2 separate regions of the Ovis aries genome follow, and region 2 is linked to region 1. Evidence: chromatin contacts called from public Hi-C data. All regions are on one chromosome and are shown on one strand. The core of a region is the stretch at or near the end of the contact, and the rest is flanking DNA. Distances in the headings are between cores, read along the strand shown. Region 1 has its middle 66 kb from the start of GEM. Region 2 holds the start of GEM (GTP binding protein overexpressed in skeletal muscle).

The links. A called contact is a pair of places that touch in the nucleus more often than the background predicts.
Region 2: a contact with region 1 is called in a Hi-C map of tail adipose tissue, with 4 times the contacts expected there. The contact joins the promoter of GEM here to the enhancer-like site in region 1. A contact is called at or near these places in 4 of 16 Hi-C or Micro-C datasets (omental adipose tissue, skin fibroblasts and tail adipose tissue).

What each region holds. Positions count from the first base shown.
Region 1 is chr9:82,899,085-82,903,463 of ARS-UI_Ramb_v3.0, reverse strand. No RefSeq gene overlaps it. Among named protein-coding and RNA genes, the nearest start is that of GEM, 66 kb to the left of the region's middle. Within about 2 kb of position 2,248, at least 6 of the 54 cell types and tissues checked have an H3K27ac peak or open chromatin away from gene starts, as enhancers often do. A contact at or near this core is called in tail adipose tissue, where this site is marked.
Region 2 is chr9:82,965,331-82,969,709 of ARS-UI_Ramb_v3.0, reverse strand. It overlaps GEM (GTP binding protein overexpressed in skeletal muscle), which reads right to left and starts at 2,244. Exons shown (of 5, transcript XM_027973224.2): 1 at 2,176-2,244; 2 at 398-737. The coding sequence starts at 728.

The sequences.
Region 1 (4,379 bases), core at 999-3,498:
CCCCCATATCTTCAAGAGAGCAAGTCTTCCAAAATGAATCTAGGAAAGTTAGTGCAAACCCAATCAAAATACCAAGACTGTTCTCTGCATCTTGACAGCTAATTCAGAAATTTATAGGAAAAGAAAAGGGCCAGAAGTAGCCACAGCATTCTGAAGTACACATCTGAGTATTAAGCTGTAGTGATTAATAGCGCTTAGGACAAGGACAGCCAAGTATATCCATGAGCTATCACAGAAACAGAATCATAAATATAAAAACTTGATATTTTCAAAGACAGCACTAAAAATCATGGGGAAATTATCAACTAACATGTAAACAGTATTGGAATAAGCAGTGATCCTTAAGAGGGGAAAAAAGCCTAGACCCTGATTAAACAGCATATATAAAAACAAATTCCAGGTAGATTAAACGCTTCAAATGTGAAAAGGAAAATGTTAAAGCTTTTACACTAAAATATGGAAGAATATATTCATGACTTTCGGGTAAAGAAGGATTTTTTAACCAAAATACAAGAAGTCATAAGGAAAGATTGAATTTAAAAACCTCTGTACAACCGAATCACTTTGCTGAAACAGCTAAAACTAACACAACATTGTGATTTAACTATATTCCAATAAATTTAAAAATAAAATAAAAAATACTTATTGAGCTAAATGATGCAAAGTTAAAAAAAAAAAAAAGAAACCAAAAACCTCTGTACATCAAAGCATGTGCTAAGTCGCTTCAGTTGTGTCTGACTCTTTGCAACCCTATGGACTGTAGCCCACCAGGCTCCTCTGTCCACGGGATTCTCCAGGTAAGAATACTGGAGTGGGTTGCCATGCTCTCCTCCAGGGAATCTTCCTGAGCCAGGGACTGAACCCACATCTCCTGTGTCTCCTGCAGAGCAGATGCATTCTTTACCACTGAGCCACTCGGAAAGCTCACATCAAAGCATTCTAGTAACAAAATGACAATACAAACTACTTCAAAGAAGATAATTTGACATGCAACTGCACAAGATTAGTGTTCAGAATATGTTAAAGGTTCATAAAAACAAGTAAAACAGAAAGTTCAGTGTTTAAAGTGGACAATTATCAGCGGAAATAGTCAATTAAAATATGACCATATATTCAATTCCACCTGTAGTTAAATACAATTTCACTGAGATACAATTTCAATTCCACAGAGACTGGCAAAAACCACTTGGAGAGTAATTTTTCCATAAGGATGGAATAGCTTATAGCTGAGCAACTCCATCTTTTAGACAAAGTCTTGCTCAGGTATCTAAAGAGACATGAGCAAAAATAAGTTTGGGAGCTTGTTTATAGAGGGAAAAAAAATAGAAACAACCTACCTGTTCATCATAGGATAAACAACGAATAGTGATATGTTTACTCTATGAATATCACTCAGCAATTACAGTGAGAAACCAGAGCAACTTGTATCAGCATGGATAATTTTTTTTAAATATGTAGAGTAGGAGGAATAGATTGAAAGAATACTCACAGTGCTACAACACTTAAAGTTTTATAGCCCACAAAACAATACTTAAAAAAACTTTATGGAAAAATTCTGGATATCAATCATTTCTGAGAAGAGGAATGAGGTCAGAGCAGGGTTCACTGTATTTGTTGGATTTTGTTTCTCTTTTTAAAAATTCATTTCTATTTTTTAATGTAGATTTTATTTCTTAATGAAAAAACATCTAAAGAGACCCAGCAAAATGTTATGATAGTGAAAGCTGTGTGATATGTAGAGGTAGCTACTACTAAATTGTACTATATACCTTTTTTGTATGTTTAAAGTATTTCATAATTTTAAAAACAAAAAGGTGGTATAAACAGGTACCGGGGCAGAAGTAATGTTGAGGAAAAAGACCCAGGTGATCAGTCATTAAAGAATGAAGACACGTGAATGCACTCGTAACTAGGCAGGCTGGTGAAAGGAACAGGATGGGTTGAACAGAGAAGACTCAGATATCACATGGAATAGCACGTCTTTCACAGGGTCTAGTATGGAAAAAGGGGCAAGCAGCCGATTTATCGACAATAAATTTAAGTCCCATTATTTCACTCATAGGAGAGGTTTCCCCAGTCTGGGAACCATCAGAGTTATTTACACAGGTATAAGTTAATCAGCTCTGCCGGCTCAAGTAAAGAGATTTCTGTTGATCAAGATTTCTGCTCACAGCCATGGGGCATGGCAAACTGCAGTTGATGGCAAAGCACTCTGAAATCTCTGAGTCAGCGGTGAAGAAATACACCGTGGCAGTGCTGCCAGGAGGACACTGGATTCTGTTCTGGCTGCTGGGGATTCGTTCCAAGGGAGACACCCGGAATCATCTCTGAGACAGAAAGAACCTGATCCAATCTAATCATCAGAGCACTTCGTGTTCTGAGCAGAAGCAGATGAAGCTCTGAATCCCAGGAGAAGGGCTTATCTCCTTCAAAGAACACCCTCCTCTCCACTCTATCCCCACAATTCAAGTTTGGTATTGTCTAAAATCATCTTGCCAGGATATGTTTATGTTTCCAAGTTTCCATGGATTTTTATCTACATTATAAAAGTGTACTCCAAACATCAGTTACAGTTGCATTTTTTTTTTTTAATTTACTGAGATAGAAAATAATGCTGACCCATCCTGAAAACCTAAAACACGAAATGATCCCATCGGCACTTTAAGCAAAGTAGAAAATCCTGTGCTGTTTTATGGCAATTTTGTGTCCAGCTAGCAGTTCTCAGATCAGTTCAGTTCAGTTCAGTCTCTCAGTCGTGTCCGACTCTTTGCGACCCCATGAATTGCAGCACGCCAGGCCCCCCTACTTACAGCCCAAGAAACAACGGAATCATAGCATCTCAGATAAGAAGAAACTTATTTTACTCTCCAGAGAAAACAAGTAAACGTTCCTCCAAGATGTAAGAAATCTCAGAACCATTGACATTGTTTTACTGAAGATTTGGAAAAACTTAGGCACAAAACTAAGCCTAAGGTGTCAGCTCAAAAGAACAAAACATTCAACAAGGATTTGGGAATAAAAACAGATGTGGGCCATTTTTCAGAAAGACTGTATTTAAGTAGCTGCAAATTGGGGTTTCTTAATGTAATTAATAAAGAGTCTGAGTTATTAGAAAATGTTCAAAGATTGATGCAAAAAGAAGAAAACAGGGTCAGGGACAAGCATACAGAGGGAGGGAGACAGAGAGAAGAAACTGTCCCAGCCAAGAAGATATAACCAGGCTACCTACCAATATTAAAAAATTATAGTGATTTTCCAGAGTGATAAAATCTTTTCCATTTTTTCTTAAGACATTTGTATTACCATTAAAATGGACTAAATAGAGAATGAATAACTAAAAAACAATGTCAATGGCTATATGTAGCTTTATAAGCAAAAACTAAAATTAATGGAAAAGAGCAGAACACCAAAAACAAGTCAGTACAAATTTTAAGCAAAATGGGTGAGCTTTCCATTCATATGTCAAGATTTATTACAAAGTTATGTAAATTGAACAAACATAGTATTTATTCAGGGTTAAGCTAACAAACCAACAAAAAAGAATACAGAATGCAGAACTTCTCCATGCACGCTGGAAACTTCAGCTGTGACCTAGGTGACATGACATTCTGAGTGCACGCTCAGTCGCTCAGTTGTGTCCAACTTCTTTGCGACTCTACGGACGGCAGCCCTCCAGGCTTCCCTGTCCATAGGGTTCTCCAAGCAAGAACACTGGAGTGGGTTGCCATTTCTTCCTCTAAGGGATCTTCCAACCCAGAGATCGAACCCGGGTCTCCTGAGTCTCCTTCATTGGCAGGTGAATTCTTTTAACACTGAGCCACCTGGGAACCCCTTGCATTCTAGTTTCGAAGGGATAAATTTGTTCAACAAATATTATTAGGACAATTAATTATGCAATCAGGAAAAAACACATAGATTCCTATCTTACATCCCTTACAAAAATATATTACAGGCGAATTAAAGACCTACATGGAAATCATAAAACTTAAAACTTCAGGTGGGGATTTCCCTGGTGTCCAGTGGCAAAGACTCCACACTCCCAAGGCAGGGACCCAGGTTCAATCAGAGAACCAGATCTCACATGCAGCAACTAAGAGTTCTCCTGCCACAACTGAAGAACCCACACGCCACAACAAAGATCGGGGATCCCACATGATGCAACTGGGACCTGGCACAGTCAAATAAACAAATAAAAACTTCAGCAGAAATTATAGAATCTCTTGATGACTTCAGGACAAGAAAGAATTTCTTCAATAAAGGAACAAATAAGCAAACAAAATCACAAACTCTGAAAGAAAATACAAATTTGGCTACTTTAAAACTTAAGAATTATATAAATAAAGAAAAAAAGATTGCGAAGAAGTTACACTTGTAATGCA
Region 2 (4,379 bases), core at 995-3,494, 66 kb before region 1:
GAATTCATCTTAACAGTTTTCTAATTGGCTTGGTTTTAAGTATCACCATGGAAAAAGGCTGTCTCTACACTGAGTGCTTGAAAGGTCCAGGTCAGAACTGGCAAAAGCCAGAGGTGGGATCCTGACCCTCCGGCTCCACCCTCCGTAAACCGTCTCCCTGGTCCCTTTAGAGCTGGAATGTAAGAAATTCCTTCTCTGGCCCAGCTTCTATCTATAAGCATTTTCACTTTCTTGTCCCAGAGGCCTATGCCAGCACGTCTGTGGGGACTCGGCTCCCCAGGCAGAGCCAAGAAGGCATAATCGCACTTCCCAACTCTGCAGACAAATGACCCACCCACTCACTCTTCCTGCTGGACCACTGCTGTCCCGTAAAGCCCTCCGGAGCCGGGCCACCTACCTCCAAGCACTTCGCAGTCGCTGTCCATGCTGTCATGGACACCCGCAAAGATGTTGGCCAGAGTGGACTTGCCCACCCCCTGCTCCCCGATGAGAACCACCCGGTAGTAGGTGTTCCCGGACTCGGAGGAGATGACTGAGTCCGTGGAGTCGGAGGACCAGCTCCGGCGGCAGGGGTCCTCGGGGGCGGTGGGGGGACGGCTGCGCTGGCCGTACTGCGGGGGCTCCTTCTGGACCATGAGATGCCTGCCATCGGCAGGGATGCTCCAGCGCTGCTGCTGCGGCTGCACGCCCGCCGTGCCCTGGCGCATGGTGACATGGTTCAGAGTCATCGTCAGGTCCTGGAAGGCAAAGCAGCCAAGATGGTAGCATCAGGAAGCATGAGTTCAGGGAGCTCGAACACAGTCATCAGTGATATTTTAGTATGTGAGGTTACCAAGTAACCCTCACACAAGGAACACCAGTGAAGCAGTCCCCAAACCCAACAGGCTTTCAACTGAACACACACACACACACACACACACACACACACACACACACACACACACACAGCAGCTCCTCAGGGAGACTGTCATTTGCAAAGAGGAAAAGGTACCGTTAATATCGCCCACTGCCCTGGGGCTTCCTCCATCCTCAAGGAAGCCTGGGGATTCCCCACTCAGAGCGGGCACAGAGGCAGCCAGAAGGCACGAAGAGCCTCTAGAGAAGGCTTGAAAAGCAACAAGTTAATGCAGCTGGGGACCAGCTGGCCAGGTTAGCCGCTGATGTCTAAACATGGCACTTAAGTAGCAGCAGCACCCAGCAGGCTTTTATGCCTCAGTGGGGAACACGTGACAATGACATCATCCCCCCCGGCTGGATTGGACCAGGGCTGATTGGAACTTCCATGTTTAGTAAAGTTGCCCTGATGCCTGAATATGCTCTTATTTGAGGGGGAGAAGAATTTCTGCAATAGGTATATGCCTCACTTCTGCCCCCTGCCCACAGATATCACATTTAACCCATCCCTCTGCCTTGTCCTTCTGGCAGGGAGAGGACCTGCTCACGTTCAGAGCTGTCAAACTTGCAGAGACAGTGCTTCACTCTTTTTAAACTCTGTCCACTCCAAGAGTTCCTTTCCATCAGCTCGGATTTCCACCTTCCTGAAGCCAATCAGGTCCAAGACTCCCTCCAGAAAGACATTCAACAACGTGGCTACAGCTTGGCCTTTCTCAAGACTGCCTCCCCTTGCCCGGTGGTCTGGACTCCCAGACTCTCAGACAGAAAGCAGAAGCAATCTCATTTTCAGCAGCAAGATGCACCGGTGAGCGAGAGACCCTCCCCTTCCCGCACGCACTCCCCAGAACCCCAACACGTCGATGACCCTAGCCGCGACCCTCACCTCGATGACCCTGATGACCGATCGGTTTGTAGGTTTGTTTTTTTTTAATCTTACAAGCAGCGCCTCCGGTAGGCCGACTCTTCAAACAACCAGTGCCTGAAGTATCCCTGACGGCTGTCCTCCGACCACAGTCTGGAGGAGGAGATGACCCTCCAACTGAACTGCACGAAAGCAACCCGCCACCGCCGAATGGCATCCTTCGCCCCTTAAACTCTGCAACACCCCTCACCCCCCCGACCCCCGATCGAAAGACCACCGCGCCGGACAGCAGGTCCGGAAGGTTCTTTTCCCCACTTGGAAAGTTCTCCGCGGGCTGCGGACGCCCACCCCTTCCCCCAGTCCTGCCCCCCGCGCCTCTCCGGAGGACCCCGCTCCCCGCCGCGGGCTGCTCGCCTTACCGGGGGTGCGGCTGAGAGCGGACGCGCGCCGCGATGCGGGCGGCCGATCGCGGGGTGACTGCGCCGGGTGCGCCCGCGCCCGCGCCCCGCGGTTTATACGCGCGCGGCCCGGGCTCTGCCGTGACGTCAGCGCCCCCGCCCGGGGTTTGGGGGCCGGGCGGCTCTGCAGCAAGCCCCGAGGGGCAGCCCCTTCGCCAAATCGGTGACTCGCCGTCATGTGACCCCCGCCTCTCTCCCCTTTTAAAAAAAAATAACGACAGTTGAATCCCGGCTTCCTTTATTCTGGTTTGTTCTTTTGACCAGGCGGACGCTGGAAGGGGGCAGACAAAACACGAAGTGCCCCTTAATTGCACTTTCCAGCAAAACAGTTCGCGAGCTGTCCGGATGAAGGATGGAGGAAGAGGCAGGTTGGGATTGGAAACCCAGTTTCGCCAAAAGAAAAAACAAAAACAAAACAAAACAGGGGGCTACAGCCCCATGGAAGTGTTCGGGGCTTGTGTCAGCCGCATCTTCTGCAAGGAAAACGGCCTCTGCCCGCTCCTGTCGCCTTCCCGGTGAATGAGGGAAGGAGGGGATACCCACACTGCTTGTCTCCCTTCTCTGACCGGGACCCAGAGAAAAGGGGCCAGAGGAAGGTGGGGCAAGGGGGCAAGACCTTGAAAAGGTCTTGAAAAAATAGCTTAAGTAGGGATCCAAGCAGACTGTGCTCAATGTGGCTAGCCCTCCTGCCCTGGACCAGGACGCTGAGGCTCCTGGATCAGGGAATTTAATCAGCATCCCGACTAGTAGCATCTCCTGTACCAGGCTCCCTGGCATGGCCGGTCCTGGCCGTGGGGCCAGGGCCTCTGGCCATGCGAGGAGCCTTAGCCTGGGTTCCAGTCCCAAGAATGATGCCTGTGAAAAAAGGGCACAAGATAACAGAAACAGTCACTTCTATCATTTACTGAGTGTCTCTGAGTTCCTATATTTAGTAGGTACTGTTAGACCTCTGCAGTATCTCAAACTTTACTACAATTCTGCAAGGTGAAGATACTGCTGCTCCCATTATATGGAGGAGGAAAATGACCCCCAAAGTCAGAGAGCTTGCCCAAGGTCACGCAGCTCATGTATGTGGCAGCATCAGGACTTGAAGCTCCGCTTGCCTGGCTCTTTGCACTGTGCCCCCAGCTGGAGGGATTCAGTGACCTCTTTGGCAGGCCACGGGCATTTCCCAGACACTGTGTTTGGAGGTGACACTGGCCTTTCCAACACACCCATCTGCTTTTCCAGCCAGCTGCATCTCTGGATGGGCTGGTGGCCCCGGAAAACAGCCAGAGGCACCAGCATCTATTCAAGTGGCTGGACCCTGCTGTGAACAGAGTCTGTTCTCTGTTACTCTGCAGCATTTTCATGCTCTGGGGATTATCCAAGTGACCAGCTGCTGAGACATGCCAGGCCCCACGCTGGCAAAGATGGAATGGCAACCCAGAGCTCTCTTGGTCCCAGGTGCCCTGGGCCCAACCTCCTCATTTTATATGTGAGGAAGCTGATACCCAGGGGGATGACTACCACTCAGGCAGTAACTGGCAGTGCTGCAACCAGAGCCTGAGGGTCACAATTTCCTGGATGGGTCCCTTCATTTCCATCGAGTTTTCCTTCTGGGCTCAGCCAGGAAGAGGATGGCTACAGACGTGGTAAAAAGAGAAGAGTAGGGGGTCAGGGAAGAACAGAGAGAGAGAAGAAGGGGAGGAGACCATCCAAAAGGTAATCTATGAATTATCTGTATTTCAGAATTATCTGTGCTTTTTTATGCTGAGCTGACTCTGTCAACTGATCTTAACAAAGTCACTCAGTCCTGTCGGACTCTTTGCTATCCCATGGACTATTAATTCTCCAGGCCAGAATACTGGAGTGAGTAGCCTTTCCCTTCTCCAGGGATCTTCCCAATCCAGGGATCAAACCCAGGTCTCCTGCATTGCAGGCAGATTCTTTACCAGCTGAGCCACAAGGGAAATCCAAGAATACTGGAGTAGGTTGCCTATCCCTTCTCCAGGGGATCTTCCCAACCCAGGAATCAAAGCGGGGTCTCCTGCATAACCCAGGAATCTCCTGTGTTGCAGGCAGATTCGTTACCAACTGAGCCATCAGGGAAGCCAGCAAAAACACTATGTGTAAATCAGAGTATATAAGCAGATCATGTAGCCTCTCAGTTCGACTTTTTCCCA